Regions from separate parts of the Mus musculus genome. Here region 2 is linked to region 1. Evidence: chromatin contacts called from public promoter capture Hi-C data. All regions are on one chromosome and are shown on one strand. The core of a region is the stretch at or near the end of the contact, and the rest is flanking DNA. Distances in the headings are between cores, read along the strand shown.

Region 1 (3,163 bases), core at 496-2,995:
GGGATGCTTAAATATATATTGTTAATTTCAGGAAACATTTTTTTCCATCAGCAAATGGTCTCATTTGGCACACAACTGACATAAACTCAAAGACCGACCGTAAGCTAATAAATTTCAGCTGTAAATGTATCCACCGCCATGAGCATGTGAGCACCCGTTCCTAATGTCTATGCTTCCTTTTCTAGGTCTGTCTGTCTCAAGTGTATTAATGACGCCTGCCACAAGGTGGTGGGAAAGTCCGTGAAACTGCAATCGGGGGCTGGTGTGATGGCTCAGTGGTTAAGAGCACCGACTGCTCTTCTGAAGGTCCTGAGTTCAAATCCCAGCAACCGCATGGTGGCTCACATCCATCCGTAACAAAATCTGATGCCCTCTTCTGGAGTGTCTGAAGACAGCTACAGTGTACTTACATATAATAAATAAATAAATCTTTAAAAAAAAAAAAAAAAAAAAAAAAAAAAAAAAAAAAAAAAAAAAAAAAAAACTGCAATCGGTTGAGCCAGGAAATCAAGCAATGCCTTGAGACCAGAATTTTTTCTCAGATGGCAGATACCCACACAGGGCCCTATTCATGCCCTTTCTCAACAGTCTGCTTTCTCTTTGTCTTTGTGAGGTGGAATGAACAAAAGGCTAGTCTTTGGCAGAAAAGAGGAAAAGGGATGCCAGCCCTCTTTATCAATCGTATAAGTCTGCCCTGGACAGATGAAGGGACATGCTCTGAGGTCAGTGCTGCTGAGTGAACAAGCTGATTTATAAAGGGGGCACATCACCATGGGAAATACTCAGAGCCCAGCAGGATATTTTACTTATATGCAGTCTCCAAATGCTGGAAAAGTTCAGTATTGACTGGCAATTCAGAGCATGAATAACTGGAAATAAGTTTTAATAAACAAGACTTCACTTTTAAGCTTTGCTCGAGGAAACGATCTTATATATAAAGAAAACTGGACAGTAAACTGGGCACAAGCAAACACTGATTTCTGACCAAAGCTCCACCAGTGTGGCACCAAGTTGGGTCAGGACCGGGAGGTCCAGAACTCCAGCTGCGCAGTGCTCCATTTCCAGCCACTGCAAGAGGCTAGTTGACGCGACAAGCCCGGATCATGAGCAGCTGCAGGAGAATGAAGACCGGAGACGTGATCAGGCCGAACCAGAGCTCTCGAGTCTGCTCCACTAGCTTCTGGCACAGCAACATCTCAAAGACAAACTTGAGGCTAAGGACGGTGAGAACCCAGAAGAGGCGCAGCACAGCCAGTCGCTTCTCCCCATCTTGGAAGAGTCGAACGGAAACGATGGTGGTGAAGTAGGTACTGAGCCCGTCGGCGGCGAAAAAGGGCACAAAGACGTTCCACCAGGAGAGGCCCGGAGTCAAGCCATCCACTCGCAGTGCCAACAGTACGGAGAACACCAACAGGGCCAGCAGGTGCACGAATATCTCAAAGGTGGCGAAGCCCAGCCACTGCACCAGCTCCCGCAGCGAGAATAACATCGCGCCTGCTTAACACCGGCCACCGGTGCCCCGCACCGGGCTGTGACGTCTCCGACCGCAGACCTGGCGACCGCCTGCTGCCGCCGCTGCACACGGGAGGCAGCAAGCAGCCCAACCTGGCCTGGACGCCGGCCCTGGGGCTCTGCGACCCTGAGGACCCCAACCCCGGACCCGGAACCGGAGGCTAGCAGAAGCCCGTGGTGTCCAGATGCTATCCCCGCCCCTCCCCCCGCTGGCGCAGTTGAAACGCGTCATTTCCTGTTGACAGCGGAAGGGGGAAGTTGGTGAGGTGTGCGGTTCTGGCCGGCGTGTGCAGTAATGCAGGTTCCACAGCTCCTGGTGCTTTTCGGCAGCCAGACTGGTACAGCCCAGGACGAGGCGGAGAGGCTGGGCCGTGAGGCCCGGCGCCGGCGGCTAGGTTGCCGCGTGCAGGCTTTGGACTCTTACTCCGTGGTGAGGCTCGGGCGCTACGGCGGAGACCCTCCACCGGACTTCGCGCCCTCGGATGGAGGACGTTTGAGTGAGGCCCTTTGGGCCCAAGCGGATTCAGGGGAAAGGGAGGCACTAGGTTGAGGCCTGAGAAAGTAAAGCCTGGTAGCCAGTGGGAATAAGTGTCCAAACACTTTTACTCTGTTCCCCTAGGTGAAGGTGGTGGTGGGATGCGGTGCAGGGAGGGCACTGATCAAGGCTGCCAGAGACCTTACATCTACTTGTGTCTTGTCCTCGAGGCGAATCTCATTAGGGAGCCCCTGGTGATATTTGTTTGTGCGACCACAGGCCAAGGAGACCCTCCTGACAACATGAAGGTAAGGTTGGCCTAATGTGTACCCTCATCCTGTTTTCATTGCTGTATAAGAGTCCCAGCGTGCACAGAAATAGCTTCCCTTCAACGCGTGTTGAGTATGAGAGGTGCCTTTGAGAGAGATTCTTTTTGTAGATCCGAGGAGAGAAATAGCTCTTAAAACCACACCTGGTGCTAGGGAAAGTGCCAGATGTTCAGAGAGTAAAGGGGGTCCTGAAATCGTACACAACTCTTGGGAAGGAAGGAGCACACCTTTAATTCTAGCTCTTGGGAGGCAGGAGCAGATGGAGCTGGCCAGGGCTACATAGAACCTGTCTCTAAAATAAATTAATAAAAGGAGGGGCAGATGGTGGTGAGAAGCAACCTGTGTAAAGGGCAGAAAGTTGAGGATTCCCCAGCCATGAACTGTGCTGACAGAAAAGGGGTAGGAAGAAAGGTTCATTCAAAAATCCTGGATAGCTACAGTGAAATGTCCTATTAAGATGAAAGCTATAGGGACTATGGAATTGACACAGTGATGCTGTCAGTGTAGCAAGACCACCACCTATCTGAACATGGCAAGAATAATGCTAGGCAATAAATATATCCCCGTAAGCAGGAGGTGCACACGTGCCTTGAGCTGGGTGGTGGCCCAAGGCTGAATAAATCAGGCATATTCCAGAGAGCCCAAAAGGTAGACTCAGCAGGGTGTGTAATCAGAGGGATATAAAAGATGAGGGCAGAATCACAGCACAAGAACCCAAAGTAAAGCCGGGGGAGGTTGTGCACGCCTTTAATCCCAGCACTCGGGAGGCAGAGGCAGGCGGATTTCTGAGTTCGAGGCCAGCCTGTTCTACAAAGTGAGTTCCAGGACAGCCAGGGCTATACAGAGA
Region 2 (3,163 bases), core at 237-2,736, 1.2 Mb before region 1:
TGGAGTTTTATACTTCCTAGTTACATTAAAGAAAAAATATATCACGTTTAATAAGAAGTTTTATTCAACCCAATGCTCTCAGAATACTCAACATTCAATAAACACTCACCAATGAATTCTTACCTATCTGGTATGCTTTATGTTCACAGTTCACAGCTCTATGTAACTGCCCAGGGGCCACCACACCAGACAGTGCAGCCTGGGAGAGGCTGACTGGGTAGCACTACAAAGAATACATGGTTACCAAGTGCTGGTCACAGTGTCAGAAGCCACAGGGAGTTCTGACACAGCCTTCATGCATGGGAGTCCTGTGTGCTCTGTAGTGCAGCCTAGGCTATAACAGCTTTGTACCAGATGCTGACTACATAGGACTCCAGGGAACTGGGGATGATGTGCCCAACTTCCAAATAAACGAAGAGTCCCCAGGCAAAGTGGAGGTACCCATGTAATGGTGGGGGCACCCATAAACTCAGGAGTCACCATTTGCCCTGCCTGCCTCAGGCAGTCCCAGTTTGTGCCCATTGCCTTTGCATATGCATTAAAGTACGCCATTCAAGTCCTCAAACTACCCAGTGGCTCTCCTGATGCCCAGAGAGGTTTCAGTCAACAGAGCAGGGCATATGGGCACAGACTGGGCCTAAAACCGGAGTCTGTCACTCAGAGGCCAGGTTAGCTTGGCTGCATGATGCCAGCCAGTCTATAGCAGGCATCGAGTCCTGTCCCTACCTTAGGATGGAGTCAGAGATGGGAGCCAGCACAGCTGTCCCTTTAACATCTCTACCCTTGGGGGCCTGAGAGTGGAGACCTTGCATTTTATTATTTATTTATTTGTTTGTTTATTTATTTAGACGAGGCCTTGCTATTATTTAGCTCTAGCCATCCTAGGGTTGGGGTTGCTGCTTCTTTTTAGGGACTTAAAGTTGAGTCTACCATGTGTTCAGAAAGAGTTTGGAAACCTGGCTCTCTAAAGATAAATGTTAGCTTTACAGAGTGACCCACAGTGCCACGTCAGAGGACATGAAGCTGGCCCTCAGTTCTCCCGGCTATGCTTGCGTGTCTGAGCGCTGGCCAGCTCCACCACACTCCCTCCTTCCCTGCCTCTGGGTTCGCCACTGACCAGGCGGCTTCGCAGGGGCACCGCCTTCTCACGCTCTCTGGAGTACAGGTGAGGGAGCCAGGCCTGGTCACTTCCCCGATGACAGCACCCACCTTTTCCGGAGAGCCTCTGCTCCGACAGACAGACCTGCTGACATCCCTGGTCTAAGTCCAGCGTTCCGCCGTGGGCTTTAGGCCGCGCCCTGCCGGGAGGAGTCGCAATGGAGTTTGAAGGACTTGGCCTCCAGGCTCTGGCTTCTCTCCTCTAGCAAAGGTTGGAGGGGAATGGGGGTGGTGGTGGTGAGAGTTCCTACTAGCACCAGGAAAGGCATTTGCTTAATCACGCGAACTGCGCCGGGCAGGCTCCAGCAAAGAGCCGTAGCCAAGCAACGGGTACAGCTCCGCGCACGCGCCTGTCCAGCCCGCAGAAGTCGACCGCCTAGCTACTCGAGCAGGGTGGCGCACGCGTAGTCGCCCCCGCCGGCAACCAAGAGAACCCAACGGAAAAATGGGGAGGGGGCAAGCGAGAGGGCCCGCTGGGGCTCTGGACTCAGCGGAACTTCTGGCTTTGGTTTTTCAAGACTGATTCTCCCCGGGGATCTGGATTGAAGAATCCTGTCCAGTCAAATCCTAGAACAGGAAGACTGTAGGACAGAACCAGCGTAACCAGGGCGACGTGAAGAGGCGGGGCCCGCGCTCCTGGCTCCGCAAGTGGGTGAGGGCGGGGCCACGGGGGTGGAGCTGTAAGTGACTGACGCAAGAGGGGCGGGCCTATGGGTGGGACGAAGAGATGAGGCGGCAAAAGACTGGAGACGAACGAAAGGCGGAGTCAAAAGGGACACTACGAAAGGCTCTTAAGGGGAATGGGCGGGGCAGCTCCTGGGGGGCGGAACAAAAGGATGAAGCAGTGCAAAACTGGACGGGAGAGGGGGCGGAGCCCAAGGGGGCGTGGTATGATTGACGCGCCGAAGACGTGTACGGAGCGCGGCCAAGAGGGCCGGGCAGGGGGGGCGGGGCAATGGGTGAAGCAGCGAAAGACTGGAAGAAGCAAGAGGAGGGGCAATTAAGGGGCGGGGCGCGCTGACGTCTCCTTCGGACACGTCGGCGGCGGCACCTGGAGCCGGATGTGCCAAGATGGCTGCGGCTGCTGCTGGGAACGCGCTAGTTCCCCCTACTGCCGCCGCCGTCGCCGGCTGGGTTTCAGTTCGCGGCGCCTGAGAAGCCAACCACAGCTCACAGGGTGAGGGCTGAGTGTATGGAGCACGGTGGAGGCCCGAGGGTGGGCGAGGCTGCGGAGGCCAAGCAGGCTCAGTGAGCATCGGGCCTAGCCCGGAGTGGCGAGCGCATTTAAAGAGACACAGTCAGGCCTGGGGAGAACGACAGTACCGGGCCGCCTGGTGCTGAGACACCGGACAGGTTACGGGCCGTGTCGCCTTGGTGGGTTGTCTAAGGGGCTCGTGGTTTCCCAGACCTGACGGGAGACAGATACCTGGTCAGGGCTTCGGGAACTGGTTGGCCGCTGGGGAAGGTGTGTTAACATGGCCAGACTGTGACACCTCCGAGGAAGCCCGCAACTCATTTAAAACGAAGAAAGTGCAGGAAATTGCCAAGCTTGACTTTTGCTGGGTTCTGAAGATATTTGATTCTCGTTGGCTCGAAGACTTCCTCAGAAGTTGATGATCATGGGACACATTTTCATTTGAAACAGGGAGTAGCAGCGTTTATTTGTAATCTCTTGGCCGGCGGAGCAGGATGTCGCAAGGGAGGTCGTGATTTGTTTTTTACCAAGGTGTAGAAAAATGTCGGCTTGGCTGTGGAGCGTCCTGTAGATAACTCTGGCTGTTGTGCTTACACAGGTTTTTAAATGGCATGTAGGATGGTCGCGCACTGAAGGAAAGATTTCCTTTCAAAAGTGTTGACTAGAGGCGTTTTCCATTCTGAGTTTGGCAGTAAGAAACAGCAGACTCACAGATTACTGTTCCTTCAGGTCCTTTTGCAAGGTGCAGCACAGTGCAGCTTCCTTACACGTTGTCCACGTTCCCTTCCTAGGGTTTCAGTGCTCATGTCT

The links. Promoter capture Hi-C pulls out the DNA fragments that hold promoters and counts their contacts.
Region 2: a contact with region 1 is called in a promoter capture Hi-C map of erythroid cells, with 6 times the contacts expected there. The contact joins the promoter of 0610009E02Rik here to the promoter of Ndor1 in region 1. A contact is called at or near these places in 2 of 39 promoter capture datasets (erythroid cells and hippocampal neurons), 1 of 484 Hi-C or Micro-C datasets (myocytes) and 1 of 115 datasets of contacts at active chromatin or transcription factors (pancreatic cancer cells).

Annotation. Positions count from the first base shown.
Region 1 is chr2:25,253,996-25,257,158 of GRCm38.p6, reverse strand. It overlaps Ndor1 (NADPH dependent diflavin oxidoreductase 1), which reads left to right and starts at 1,745. Exons shown (of 14, transcript NM_001082476.2): 1 at 1,745-1,942; 2 at 2,218-2,295. The coding sequence starts at 1,808. Tmem203 (transmembrane protein 203) reads right to left here and starts at 1,720. Exons shown (of 1, transcript NM_177344.3): 1 at 807-1,720. The coding sequence starts at 1,489. The coding sequence ends at 1,079.
Region 2 is chr2:26,444,247-26,447,409 of GRCm38.p6, reverse strand. It overlaps 0610009E02Rik (RIKEN cDNA 0610009E02 gene), which reads right to left and starts at 1,486. Exons shown (of 3, transcript NR_152209.1): 1 at 1,210-1,486. Sec16a (SEC16 homolog A, endoplasmic reticulum export factor) reads left to right here and starts at 2,194. Exons shown (of 30, transcript NM_153125.2): 1 at 2,194-2,335.